2 separate regions of the Sus scrofa genome follow, and region 2 is linked to region 1. The links are chromatin contacts, called in public Hi-C maps. All regions are on one chromosome and are shown on one strand. Each heading gives the region's core, a stretch centred on a gene start, on an enhancer-like site or on the middle of the called end of the contact. The rest is flanking DNA. Distances are from core to core; before and after follow the strand shown. Region 1 overlaps PIP4K2A (phosphatidylinositol-5-phosphate 4-kinase type 2 alpha). Region 2 overlaps PIP4K2A (phosphatidylinositol-5-phosphate 4-kinase type 2 alpha).

The links. Hi-C and Micro-C count contacts between places; a contact is called where the count stands out from the background.
Region 2: a Hi-C map of liver shows a contact between it and region 1, with 1.6 times the contacts expected there. The contact joins two enhancer-like sites. A contact is called at or near these places in 4 of 47 Hi-C or Micro-C datasets (embryonic fibroblasts, liver and skeletal muscle).

What each region holds. Positions count from the first base shown.
Region 1 is chr10:52,293,192-52,299,657 of Sscrofa11.1, reverse strand. The region is part of intron 1 of PIP4K2A (phosphatidylinositol-5-phosphate 4-kinase type 2 alpha); the gene reads right to left. Among named protein-coding and RNA genes, the nearest start is that of PIP4K2A, 72 kb to the right of the region's middle. Within about 2 kb of position 2,952, at least 16 of the 83 cell types and tissues checked have an H3K27ac peak or open chromatin away from gene starts, as enhancers often do. A contact at or near this core is called in liver, where this site is marked.
Region 2 is chr10:52,372,661-52,378,711 of Sscrofa11.1, reverse strand. It overlaps PIP4K2A (phosphatidylinositol-5-phosphate 4-kinase type 2 alpha), which reads right to left. Exons shown (of 10, transcript NM_001195781.1): 6 at 4,835-4,873. Among named protein-coding and RNA genes, the nearest start is that of PIP4K2A, 150 kb to the right of the region's middle. Within about 2 kb of position 4,316, at least 2 of the 83 cell types and tissues checked have an H3K27ac peak or open chromatin away from gene starts, as enhancers often do. A contact at or near this core is called in liver, where this site is marked.

The DNA of each region.
Region 1 (6,466 bases), core at 1,703-4,202:
TAGAGCAAAGAGATGGAGCCCAGTGAGATCTAGGGAAAAATTATCAAGCAAAAAGGCAGTACACAGCTGCGAGAAGCAAGAAAAAAATGAGGGAGGGGAAAACACATTTTTCACATTTCATTTTAAAACATTTTGTTTGTTTTTTAAATTTTGTTGCTTTTTAGGGCTGCACCTGTGGCATTTGGAAGTTTCCAGGCTAGGGGTCAAATTGGAGCCACAGACATAGCAACCCAGGATTTGAGCCACCTCTGTAACCTACATGACTCATAGCAACGCAGGATCCTTAACCCACTGATTGATCGAGGCCAGGGATCAAGCCCAAATCTTCATGGATACTAGTCAGATTCATTTCCGTTGTGCCACAATGGGAATTTCTGAAAAAGTATCTTAATGCCTCTATCTTATACGATCAAACATTATCAGATAGCTAAGTGCAACATATGCTAGTAGGGCACCAGTGTTTTTTAAATAGATCACAAATCTTCTGGCAAACTTATTATATTCAATGACAAATGATGCTGCAGACAGAAAAGCAGTTTTATCTTTTTATTTTTTTGTCTTTTGGTCTTTTTTAGGGCTGTACCCACGGCATATGGACGTTCCCAGGCTAGGGGTCAAATCGGAGCTGCAGCTGCCAGCCTACTCCACAGCCACAGCCACAGCCACAGCCACAGCAACATGGGATCTGAGCCACATCTGTGACTTACATCACAGCTCATGGCAGTGCTGGATCCTTAACCCACTGAGCAGGGCCAGGGATCGAATCCGCAATCTTATGGTTCCCAGTCAGATTCGTTTCCGACAGCTGTGCCATGACGGGAACTCCAGAAAAGCAGTTTTAGACTTGGAGGGCACATTTCTCTAACCTCCTCACTTTATAAATGAAGAGACTGAGACTCAAGGGCCTTTGGGGAAGCTGGGGCAAACCCTAGGACTCAAACTGCCCAGCCAGAGGTCCTGCTTTTACCTCCCGCCCTTCAAATGGTCCTGAGTTCACCAAGGCTGCTCCGCCACAATAAACTCAGTCTGGCTCAGAAAACAGATCCTAAAAGATCACATTAAGGTGATGACAGTGGTATAAAAAAGTGATTTTTTCTTTTCTTCAAGAGACTACATATTGACTCATTTAATGCACAGTCAACCCTCTCTTCTGAATGCCCAGCTCAACACCCATCTCCCTCCCCACACCCATCTGGTTACCAGAGGAGTAAGGACTCTTTATGCTGGGACCCTGTTCCCTGGCCATCAGAGTTCCCTACTCCCACCCAACTGCAGGTCCAGGGATGGCTCCAGCCCCACGCAGGCGCAATGAACCTCCTTTCCCAGGTCAGACATGGGACCTTCACGCTAGCCTCTCCCCACTATCAAATGATGAGGTATAAAGAATGGAGACCATTGGAAGTTCCCCATGGTCAGGGGTAATGAACCCAACTAGTACCCATGAGGTTGTAGGTTCAACCCCTGTCCTCGCTCAGTGGGTTAAGGATCCAATGTTTCCATGAGCTGGTCACAGACGTGGCTCAGATCTCACGTTGCTGTGGCTGTGGTGTAGGCTGGCAGCTGCAGCTGTGATTCAACCCCTAGCCTGGGAACTTCCATATGCCGAGTGTGCAGCTCCCCCTCCCACCTTCCACCCCCAAAATAGAGAATGGAGGCCGTCAGTGTCCTCCACAATCGAGGCTGGAGGAGGCCAACACAGAAGATCAAACAGTAGGGTCCTAGCAGCGTCAGTGGCCCTAGTTCCTGCCTTGTACCTAGTATCCTGAAGACAAAGCCCTCTTTCTGCTCGGCTAGAATTGGGTATAATATTTAGTAATATAATTAACCCCAGTAAAACACTTTTAATTTCATGATCAACTCCCTAGGAAACTGATAACCCCGGCACAGTGCACTGCAGATCAACAAACAGGGCTACACCCGAAAGCCAACTTTCCATGGACACAGTGAAGAAGCAACGTCTCTGTTTTCTGCAGCCTCTAAGGGCGGGAAAGACCCACCTCTGGGGTCATGATGTGCCTCCCAGTGAAGACAGTGCCCATCCCCACTTGCAGCTGGAGAAAAAGCCAAAAGAAAAGGAAGAAGAGGGAAGGTTAGGTTTCCTGGGATTTCTGACTCTTATTACTTAAAAAAAAAATAATCCAGACAGCCTGACACTGTGCTTTCATTCCTCCATCTCATACAAAAGAACTTGCATTTTGCTTCTAGGTACTTTGTGCTCATCTATTAGGTGGGGGTTTTAAACACACACATTTTTCTTACAAACAGCCTTGGGCTCTGAGACGCAGGAAGCAGATCCGTTTGGATGGCAAACTATCAAGACCACCCTTACTTCTGCTGAGAATAATTGTTGGGGATGCCATCTGTTTATCAGAGCAAAACCTGCAGTCTCTGTGCGGGGTTTCTAACTCCGAGGGACACGTTTTCCTCCTCTTTTGAACCAGAGCACAAGGGGGGTGGAGCCGAGGGCATCTCCCAGGAGGCATCTGCAAGAGGCTGCTCTTTAACCCCCACCTGCAGAGTCAGAGCTGACCCGAAGCATTAAACCCGCGCTCGGAAGAACGGTGACGATTATCTACCCAGATCATTCTCCAGATGAACCGGCTGATATATTCTTTTCTTTAATTACTGCCTTCCTTGTAGGTAGACTGAGTCTCCTCACAAAAAAGAATCCGCCGTGGGGTGGGGGCGGACCGCACCAGGATCAAAGGTGACTAGGCTATCAGCTTGGCGGGCCCAGAGATGTTTTCTCTCCCTTAAGTAAATAAACAACCTTGTTGACTCTGAAGTTTCTTTTTTTTTCAAACCGGGATGGAAAGCCACTTTCTCAAAGAGGCTCTTTGGTAGCAGGAGATGAAAAAGGACAAGACTTCCTAACTTCTATCCTCCAGACTCTTGCTGAGCTCCAGGCGGCGTGTTAAGAGCATGCCTGTGTGTCTGCCCTTGGGAAACACTCACAGGGAGGGAGAGTCATAGTCTAAGTCTTTCTAGATAATTTGGTGACTAAATACCGTGAGTGTGTGTGTGTCTGTTTTCCTGCTTTGTCATAAAGTAGATGCGTCATTATTTTGTGAAAGGGTTTGCGATGAAGAGGCAGGGACAGATAAGCATGTGAAAGGAGCAATGGGATCAACACAGACGCCAGCAGTTTGATGGTTGAGGGATCCTAAACCCCATCCAAGACCCATCTGATCTATGCAACGTGAAAGATAATAACACAGGGGTTAAAAAATGACAAGAATTCAGTGTCTTCAACTACAAGGGAAAAAAAAAAACCATTGACTGGTGGGACGGTTGACAGGGAATGTTTCTTCCCACAACCAGCCCTCGCATCTGTGTCTAAGTAACAAGGGAACGGCCCCCAAAGGTCACAGAGGAGGGGGTTGTGGAGACTAAGCAGTGGGTCCATTGGGGAAGCAGGGAGACCGAAGCCACAGTAAATAACCCAATGAAAACATGCTACTGACAATGAGTATATGCAAAGTGACCCTCTGGGATTGCAGGCAATAAAATCTCCAGTGAGGAGCAGGAGACTTGAGCCCTAGCCCTGGAAGCAGAGGGCTGAGAACAACAAAACGAAAACAATGTGTGAAAGGAATTAGGTTCCAAGAAAAGCATTTAGAAGACAAAAATAAAATATCAAGGAGAACATCTCAGCCATATTTCACTCCTGGTGAACCAGGCTTATCTAAAAACTCCCCCCAGTCCTTCAAATTCGATCTCTTTCCCCTCTAAGCCAGCCTGGGATATTCCATTCTAACTGATCTTCCTTCCAGGCACTGAGCCTCTGCAGGCTCTGTTCCAGGCCATCATTCGGTGTGTTCATACATATAGTTTTCCTGCACTGTTTCTGCAAAGGTTGCACCTCAAACTATACGAAGAAGAAAAAAGAAAAAAGAAAAAAAAAAAAAAAAAAAAGGACCAAATAATGAGTGATACTATGTATACAAAATTCAGACAAAAAAAAAAAAAAAAAAACAGAACTTACCACTCATTGAAATAAAGAGACAAATCTGCATAATGCAGTCATTCTCTGAATATTCTGTTACCCAACATTAACTGGTTCTTACTGTATCAAAGAAGCAGAAAAGCAGTCAAGGAAATTTCTTCCAGAGAACAGCTTCTTTCCATTATTCCTCTTGTTCAGATTTTAATGAATATCTTTGAAAATCTCTAACCACTTGTTCCAGACAATGACCTCTCTGCCTCTTCTAAAGATTTTCCTCAGACTGAAAAACACTTAATAATTGGAGTTTGACCCTTTCCTGTCATTTCATGCACCTCTCTGATTTTATGGGAGGGGAGCCTGAAACACTAACTTTTTTTTTTTTTAAATGCAGTTTATCTCCAGGAAGAACAGAAAGCGGATTAACCACAATCAAACATTAACAAAACAAACAAACCCCCAAACCTTGCTCTTTGTGGTCTGGAAACAGGCGGGTTTTCTCCCCAGGCTTCAAGGCAACAAATATAATTGAATGCAACTATTTAAAACATACTCCAAGTATTTTGTTGCTCTAACTAGCAAGAAGTGCCTTTGCCAGACCACAAGGTCTTTGAGAGATCAATTTGGCCAATAAATGCTGGGGATAAACATTCCTGAAATAAGAAAGCAGAGAGATGTTTCTGATCATGAGAACGTGGCCCAGAGACATTTGCTTGGGATAAATAAGCACCCTCTTGTAGCAATACCTTACCATCAAGAGCTAATCATGTAACTTCCCTCAAAGATCTCATTTTTACAAGTCAGAAAGCCCTGATATTAAAACAAACAAACAAACAAACAAACCAAAAAAACTAACACAGGCACTGGGTTATTTTTCATTCATAGTGCTAATTGGGGTTTGGCAATATGTCATTCAATTTTTCAGAAAAATTTTCCAGAAATTCTTGCAAATGTGAGACGGAGCATGCATGCATTTGTTTAATGGATTCTCTAGAAGGCTTTGCCAAATTCGAAACATTCCATCATGCATTTATTCACCAATTATCAAGCAACTTCTGAATAATTTAACATTTTCCCGTATTCCACTGACTATCAGACGACTGTGCTGTCTCTAAGCATTTTTTTTCGCCTTTGACTCTAATTTTTCAAGTCAAAGAAAGTTCCTTTGTTAGGTTCGTATTTTGAAAATATTAACTTGGCCATCGAAGGATTCATGTTCCCCATAAAAAGGGGCAGCGTGACAATGCTGAATGTGAGACAAGATTCTGACCCAAAATACATGTCAAATTGCCACTTCTTTTCTACACAAATACCATGTTGCTTCTGGTACCAAGTGTAGCTCTGGGGTCCGTGGCTACTCAAGGGAACAAGGGATTGACTCCGCAGGAGGGACAAAAGCTGACCCCTTGGTGCCTCCTGCAGAGCAGCAGGGAGGGCTGGCCCTGGACAATATGCTTACGTAGATTTATTCTTCAGGAAACTGCCACCAGCCACTTCTTTCCTATGTTTCCCTTACGGTCACTGGTCATTCCTAACACCCTTCTCTCCCATCTGGTCACAAAAGGTCCCCTGTGTTAGCTGCAGGAAACTGACAGGACACCCCCAGTCTCAGTTTCCCATCCCTTGGGGACTTCTCAGGTAACAGATGCCAACCTACTAATCCATGGGAGGAATTTATTAGTGGCTGTGTTTGGCTGTCAGGTCAGTTACTCTTTTGATAGCCTCAGTTTTCTCAGCTACAAAACGGAAACAGGCTCTGCTCCACATACTTCACTGAGAAACATCAGGGTCCACTAAAACAGTGCTCCACCAATGTGAGGCCATATCAGACCCGGATTCTGTGAATAATCTGGATTTCTGGTCTCAAAAGTAGTCTCTCATTCACGTTTCACTCACGGTATGCCATGACAGTTAACGTCACAAATGCATTCATTATTTTAAATGAACTTTTCTAGGCACGGTTTAGCTGCTAGCAGAACTACAGTTTTTAGAAATGGTCTATTTTCAAATATATATTCCCCCGCTATTTAGAATGGATAAAGCAATGAGGTCCTACTGTATAGCACAGTTAACTACATCCAGTCTCTTGGGATAAAACACGATGGAAGAAAATATAAGAAAGAGAATATATATATAAAGGGACCCAGTCATACCTATGTATGTATGAGTATATGTATAAATGTATGACCAGGTCACTTTGCTGTGCAGCAGAAATTGGCACAATATTGTAAATTAACTATAATTTTTAAAAAGCTAAAAAGAAGATATTCCCCACTAAACTTTTATTTATTTATTTATTTATTTTTGGGTTTTGGGCTGAATCTGTGGCATATCTAAGTTCCCAGGCCAGGGGTCTAATCAGAGCTTGCAGCTGATGGCCTATGCCACAGCCACACCAATGCCAGATCAGAGCCCTGTCTGTGACCTACACTGCAGCTCACAGCAATGCCAGATCCTTAACTCACTGAGAGGGGCCAGGGGTCGAACCTGCATCCTCATAGATACTAGCCAGATTCGTTACTG
Region 2 (6,051 bases), core at 3,067-5,566, 78 kb before region 1:
GCCTGGATTCCCTGCTGAGTCGCTTGCTTGCTGGCAGCATGCTAAGACTGTCATTTGTAAAAAGTGGTCCGCTCAGCTATAATTACTAATTTGATGTCACACTGGAATTGCAGCGCAGCTGTGAAAAGATGGACCACCAGGGAGATTCGCATTTCTGTCTCATTTAGAGGGGGCTGAACTGCTGGAGCCATGAATGGAAGATGCCCTTCCATTAATAAAGGAAAGAATTAAAGAATAAAACAAGTCATAGCAGCTGTCAGAATTTGACAACGGTTTAAAAAAAAGCACTGTTCTGCTTTTTAAAAAAAATTCAAGACATCTGTACATGCGTGTTCTGATACTTGTTGCCACGAAAGCGATTCCTTTATTGTAAGAATATAACTTCTTTATTTTCTTCAGTTCCATCTTCATTATTATGCTAATGCAAATCGCACTAATTACGTGTCAAGCTCAAACTGAAAAGATGGGATTTGTCTGCGCCTATATCATGAAATATGTGAAATGACAGTTTTAAAACTTGTCATCAACAAGTGAAAAGTGTGGGAAATTGAAACAGCTATAATGACGCACATGAAAGAAAAACGAAGAATTACTAATTAAGCCACGTCAAGGGAGATACTCTATGAAAAATTGTTCAGTGCAATTTTATAACCATGGTGTAGAGAATATGGTTATACAGTGATGGCAACGAAAATATTCTGGCAAACCATTTGGTTTCATTTAGAAAAGGCAAAAATGCAGAAAATATTTTCAGCCTTCTCCAAGGGTTTTGTAACCAGAGGGAACAGTGATTGTTTTGATAACATTTATGGTTGTATTTGTGAAGACAAAGAAGATGATGCTTTTTGGCAGAGTCAAAAATAATAACTGATTGTGGAGAGAAAACCTGAAGTCTGACAGAAAAAGGAAAGCAAAGACTTTTTTTTTTTTTTTTTAAGAATTTAAAAACCGGGGGTTTTAAGAGTTCCGCTCCATTAATACATTTCATTTATTTTTATGTACTACAGTTTAGTAACTGTTGCCTTGGTTGTTGCTAGATGACAAACAAACTAGAACAGAGACACGACGTCCTGTTGTCATCAAGGCAGGCACTGTCCCCGTGGGTCACCAGCTCTAATTACGTGTACATCCCACATCTCTAAGCTCCCCGACCTCCTGCCTGCCCCGGTGAGCACCTGTCACCTTAGAAAGGCAGGCGGATGACCTCCTGGAAGAAAAGCTATCAGGAAGTCCAAGCCCAGAAATAAAAAGCACTCAATTCTTCCTCGGGCTCTTGTGTAGACACTTTGAATGGTTTACACTACAGTAAGCTACAGTGACACAGACTGTATTTACAGAAATACCTAAACGCCTCAAATGGAGGAGATACGAATTGGCTGGTGTGCCAACGTAGAATGAGGCCAGTTTATTTCGCCACTTTTTAACTTTTAAATCCAGACTCCATGAACTTGCCTTAGTACCCTGTGTAACCCCCAAACAATGTTTTTGTCAGTGAAACACTGTAGTGAAATGCTTCCTCATTCAACTTCATGATTCATGGGGTTAATATGATTTTTTGACAAAAAGTCTTTTTAAAAAAAAAAGGCAGTACCATACAGTGAAGAGAAGTGTGAGCTCTGGGCTGGAACCCCTGGCTGTGTCGCGTCATGACTGTGGGACAAGGTCTGAGAACTTGGTTCACACAAAGGAAGTGATACCAGCACCCACATCAAGGGGCTGGTCAGGGCAGTTGGCACGGGCCCGGCTCGGGTCGGGCATGGCCACCTTTCCAAGTCCCGGGACACTGAGACAAACACCACCACCTCCCAGGTAGTATTTCGCCTCTGCCCCCAGGTGCGATGCAGCGTGGGAACTGAGGCTTCTGGGTCTTGAATCTGCCACACGCGAGGAAGGGCAATCGGACCCTGACCCCAAAGGGGCTCCCATCCGGTTTCTCTGCGCCCCCCTCTGAGGGAGAGGATTTGAGGAACAATCTGCACACATTCAGCGTATGATAGAAGCAGCCTCAGAAAAGTGGCTTTCTGCTAAAGTCTCATTTTCATGTCTTTTCACAGAAACCTGCCCCAGTAAAGGGCTAAATGTCTCTGGTGGGGGGCGGGGTGGAACCGTGGTGAATGCCAGCAGCTCCTGGAAAGCACGAGGGCCCAGAGGCAGCAAGAGGAGGGACAGGTTGCTAACCGACTGCTCTGCTCCTGATGAAGAGACGGCACAGCCACGTCAGCTACCGTGGTCTCCTTCATTTGTGTCCTTGCTCAGGATGCGGCGTGCCACCGCGCTCACCCCACTGGCTGCAACTGTCTGTCTGGGCACTGGTTCCCGCCAGAGCAGAGCAAGCCCCTGGGGGTGGGACCTGAAGAAATGGAAATGAAGGGGTGGGGGGAGCTGCTGTAGTCACGAGAGACTTGGGCACAAAGTAAAAATGGAGTGACCATGCCCAGCGGTGGCTGGCATCGTGTCCACGCTCTTGGGCTGGGGCTGGCTGCTTCTGACGCTAGTCTGTTTCTTTTAACAGCCCAGGAGAAAATCCCGCTGCTACTCAGCCTCTGAGTTTCTCATGGACTAAAACTTAAGACACTTGCTTGAGTCTCTGGCACCTGGAAGAAATGTTTACATAGCAACGTGGAAGTCGACAGCTTATCGTCTTCTGCTGCTTTTGGTCAAAGCTGGTGCCTTCGAGGTGATTTACAGGGGGGTTGGCCGTGTGAAAATTTGCTCCCCGGGGCACAGTCCAAAACTCAAACTGTGAGAGAAGGAGCCACCCTCCCCTCTTCTGTGCCTCACTTCTTAACCTGCTGCCACCTGGGTTTCTGCTCTCCTCACCATCACTGACGAGGTGGTGGGGGACGGCCCTGCTGATAGAGCCAATGGGTAATTCTCAGTCCTCATCCCACCTGCCCGCACAGGCGCCCGGGACCTGGGAAAGTGCTCTTCCTCCAGTCCCTGGGATGCCTCTGGAGTGCAAGTTTCACGAAGTGGGGCGCTGGACACAGAGGCATTTCTCATCCTGCTTGGCAGCATGCTTGCTCATACTAGACGCTCAGTAAGTATGTGAACAAATGACCCAGGCTTTCCTCCTCACCGCCTGTCTGGCTGGTCTTTTGCAGGCTCTTCCTTTACCCAACCCCTTAAATGATGACCTTCTGGGGGCGCCAGACGTGCTTCTCTTCTCCCCAAAACTCGTCCTGGGTGACCTCATCTAGGCATCCCTGTCTTTACTGCTCATCCTCTCTGGAGGTTTCCTAAGCCCTTTTTTTCCCAGTGGAAGCCCTCTCGGCAGCCTCTCGTGGCACCTCTGTTCTCTTGCCATGCTGACGTTTCTACTACTGCGCCTGCTTTCCTCCCTTTTTCAGTGAGTGGGATCAACACCTGCCCACTGTCCAAGCCAGAAACTTGGGGGTCATCCTGAACCCCACCCTCCCTCCACACACACACACGCACACATACCCTGGTACCACTCACCTCCCAGACACACACACAGACACACACACACACACACACACACACACACCCTGGTACCACTCACCTCCCAGACACACACAGACACACACACACACACACAGACACACACACACACAGACACACACACACACACACAGACACACACACAGACACACACACAGACAGACACACACACACACACCCTGGTACCACTCACCTCCCAGATTAGCTCCAAGTTCTGTGGCTTCTTCCTAAATCTCTGCTGTACCCCCTTCCAGCACCCCAGGGCAGGCCACCATCCAGGTCATTTCCACAGCCTCTCCAGCTGGTCCTGCTCACCTCTGTGGCCTCCCCTCCCTCCAACGAAAGCGCCAAGCGCTCCCTCTCTTGTACGCTCTGCTCTTTCCTGCCTCTTTCTCTAGCTCACCCCTGCTTGTCCTTCAGGCTTCCAACCACCACCTCTTCCAGGAAGACCACCCAGCCAGACTTTAGGTGCCCTTGCTCCATGCTCCCTAGCCATGCACTTATCACGTGGTACTGTCACTTCCAGTTTAACGTCCACAGTGCTTTGCTGGACCTGTCTGTGCGATTCATTATTTTAACCCCTGAAGATAAGACAGCGACCATAAAGACATTCACAACCTTCTGGGTGCATTAAGTAAGAGGGGATTTCCAAATCTATAAAACTGAATGATAGCATCCTAAACATTTAATTTAAAAACAAACACCCATGAGCTCAGCTTTCAAATGGTTTGGTCAAGAAATGGCACTTCAGCGTGAGGAGGAGGAGCTGGGCGCGAGCGGCACCTTCCATGTAAGCAGCTGCTGATTTGGTTTACGTACAGAAAGCTCTTTCCACATTCTTAAACTGCTTCCAGTTGAATCTGTCTAAACTTGCATAATCGACAGAATGTTGTTCAAATATTACCTCATATCCAATGACTCAGGAAAAGGTAAGTTTCCTCGTCCCTAAGTCTTTGCACAAAAAATACTCTAATCGGATCTTAACACGTTCCGGTTGGAAAGGAGTTTGAGGGTGAGGCAAGCCAACGTTTTACAGGTGAATTTGAAGCCCAACACCATCATTTTACAGGTGAGAGAACTGGGGCCCAGAGGTAAAGACACAGACTCAAGGTCACACCTGGCCTGCTGGCCATAAAGTGGGGTTAGGACCTGGGTGCTGAGGGACCTGCCAAGTTTGGATCGTGTTGACCTTGGAGGCGGCAGGATTTCAAGATCACATTGATGAGCAATGTTTCACCCACAAACACCACCGGCCTTGCTCGGCAGGGCAGCTCACGCGAGGAGGGACTGGGGCAGAGGGAGGCGGCAGGCGTCACAGCGGGAGGGCGAGAAAGAAGGATGCAGAGCACGGGGGAGGGAGACAGGCACTTACCTTTTCTTTGTCACTAGCTTCCCTGGCCACTGTGGAACCCTGGAACAGAAAGAATGAATGAAAATATGCACACGCGTGGCATCGGTTTCGTGCTGCAACACACACACGGTCCAGGCAGAGCGTGGAAATACACGAGCACCAGCTCGTTTTGGAGCCTCATCCGAGGTCAGCACTGCACCCCTTGCAGGTCTTTCTGCCTCCCGGCCCCAACCCCTTCCCTGTCACGTCACCTGTGCTGTCCTTGCCCTGGTTCTCATCCTGCTGGAAATCAGAAAACCCGACAGTCCTAGATGATGCCTGTGCAAACGCTGGGTCCAAACCCTGCTCTCCTCACATCGGAGGGTCTTCAAAGTGAGGTGGGCCACCAGCCGGCCGCAGAGACCAAGGCCTCTTTCCCGCCCGCATCTTCTAGAGGGGGGCAGGCTAAGCCCCTGCCTTTGTCCCCTGGTTTAGGGTCACAGATGAACGTGCTCTCCTTACGTTCTGTGGGGTGAGCCCAGCGGGTGCTGTCTGGCCCCGTCTGCTTTGGAGGCCCCTCCAGACACACACATGCATCCCTTTTGTGAAAAATCCAGGCTGAGTGTAAAGTGGAAGAAAACACAGTTCTTGGGCTCAGGAATTTGTACTCCACCGAGCTGGTTTTCAAAAGGATGCTCTCAGTTCTGAGGTGGGGGTGGGGTGGGGAGGAGGGCCCTGGGGTAGAGTTTAAGAACAGAAACTGCCCTTTGTTTGTGGAAGATCTTAATGCAAAAAAAAAAAAACAAAAAAAAAAACAAAAAAAAAAGGGAAGATCCTAATGCAAAAAAAAAAAAAAAGACTGGGAAACCACTGGGCAGTGATTTCCTAACTTTAATACAACTGTGAATACTCTGTGCTCCCTGGTGCCCACGCAGTGTCTTCCCAGCGGAATAATCGCCTGGGGGAGCTCACAGCCCAGTTTGCATCTCTCCTTCCCCTCAGGCACTGGGCGTCCACACTGCCCTGAGGTGAGCAGAGGGATCTGGTCACCTGACCACCTTTTAAAGACACATTTATGGGCCCAGAATACGTGCATATAGCCTTTCATTAAGAGAATGTCTATATGACTTGGGGAAAGTTAAAGCAGCTTCTAGACTGGCCATCCTTCAGATTCTGGCTCTGTGACCATCTTGCATGCAGGCAGCTCAGGCTTTCGTTAAGACATGTGTGACCTGTCGTTCACAGATGGGAGCCAAGCC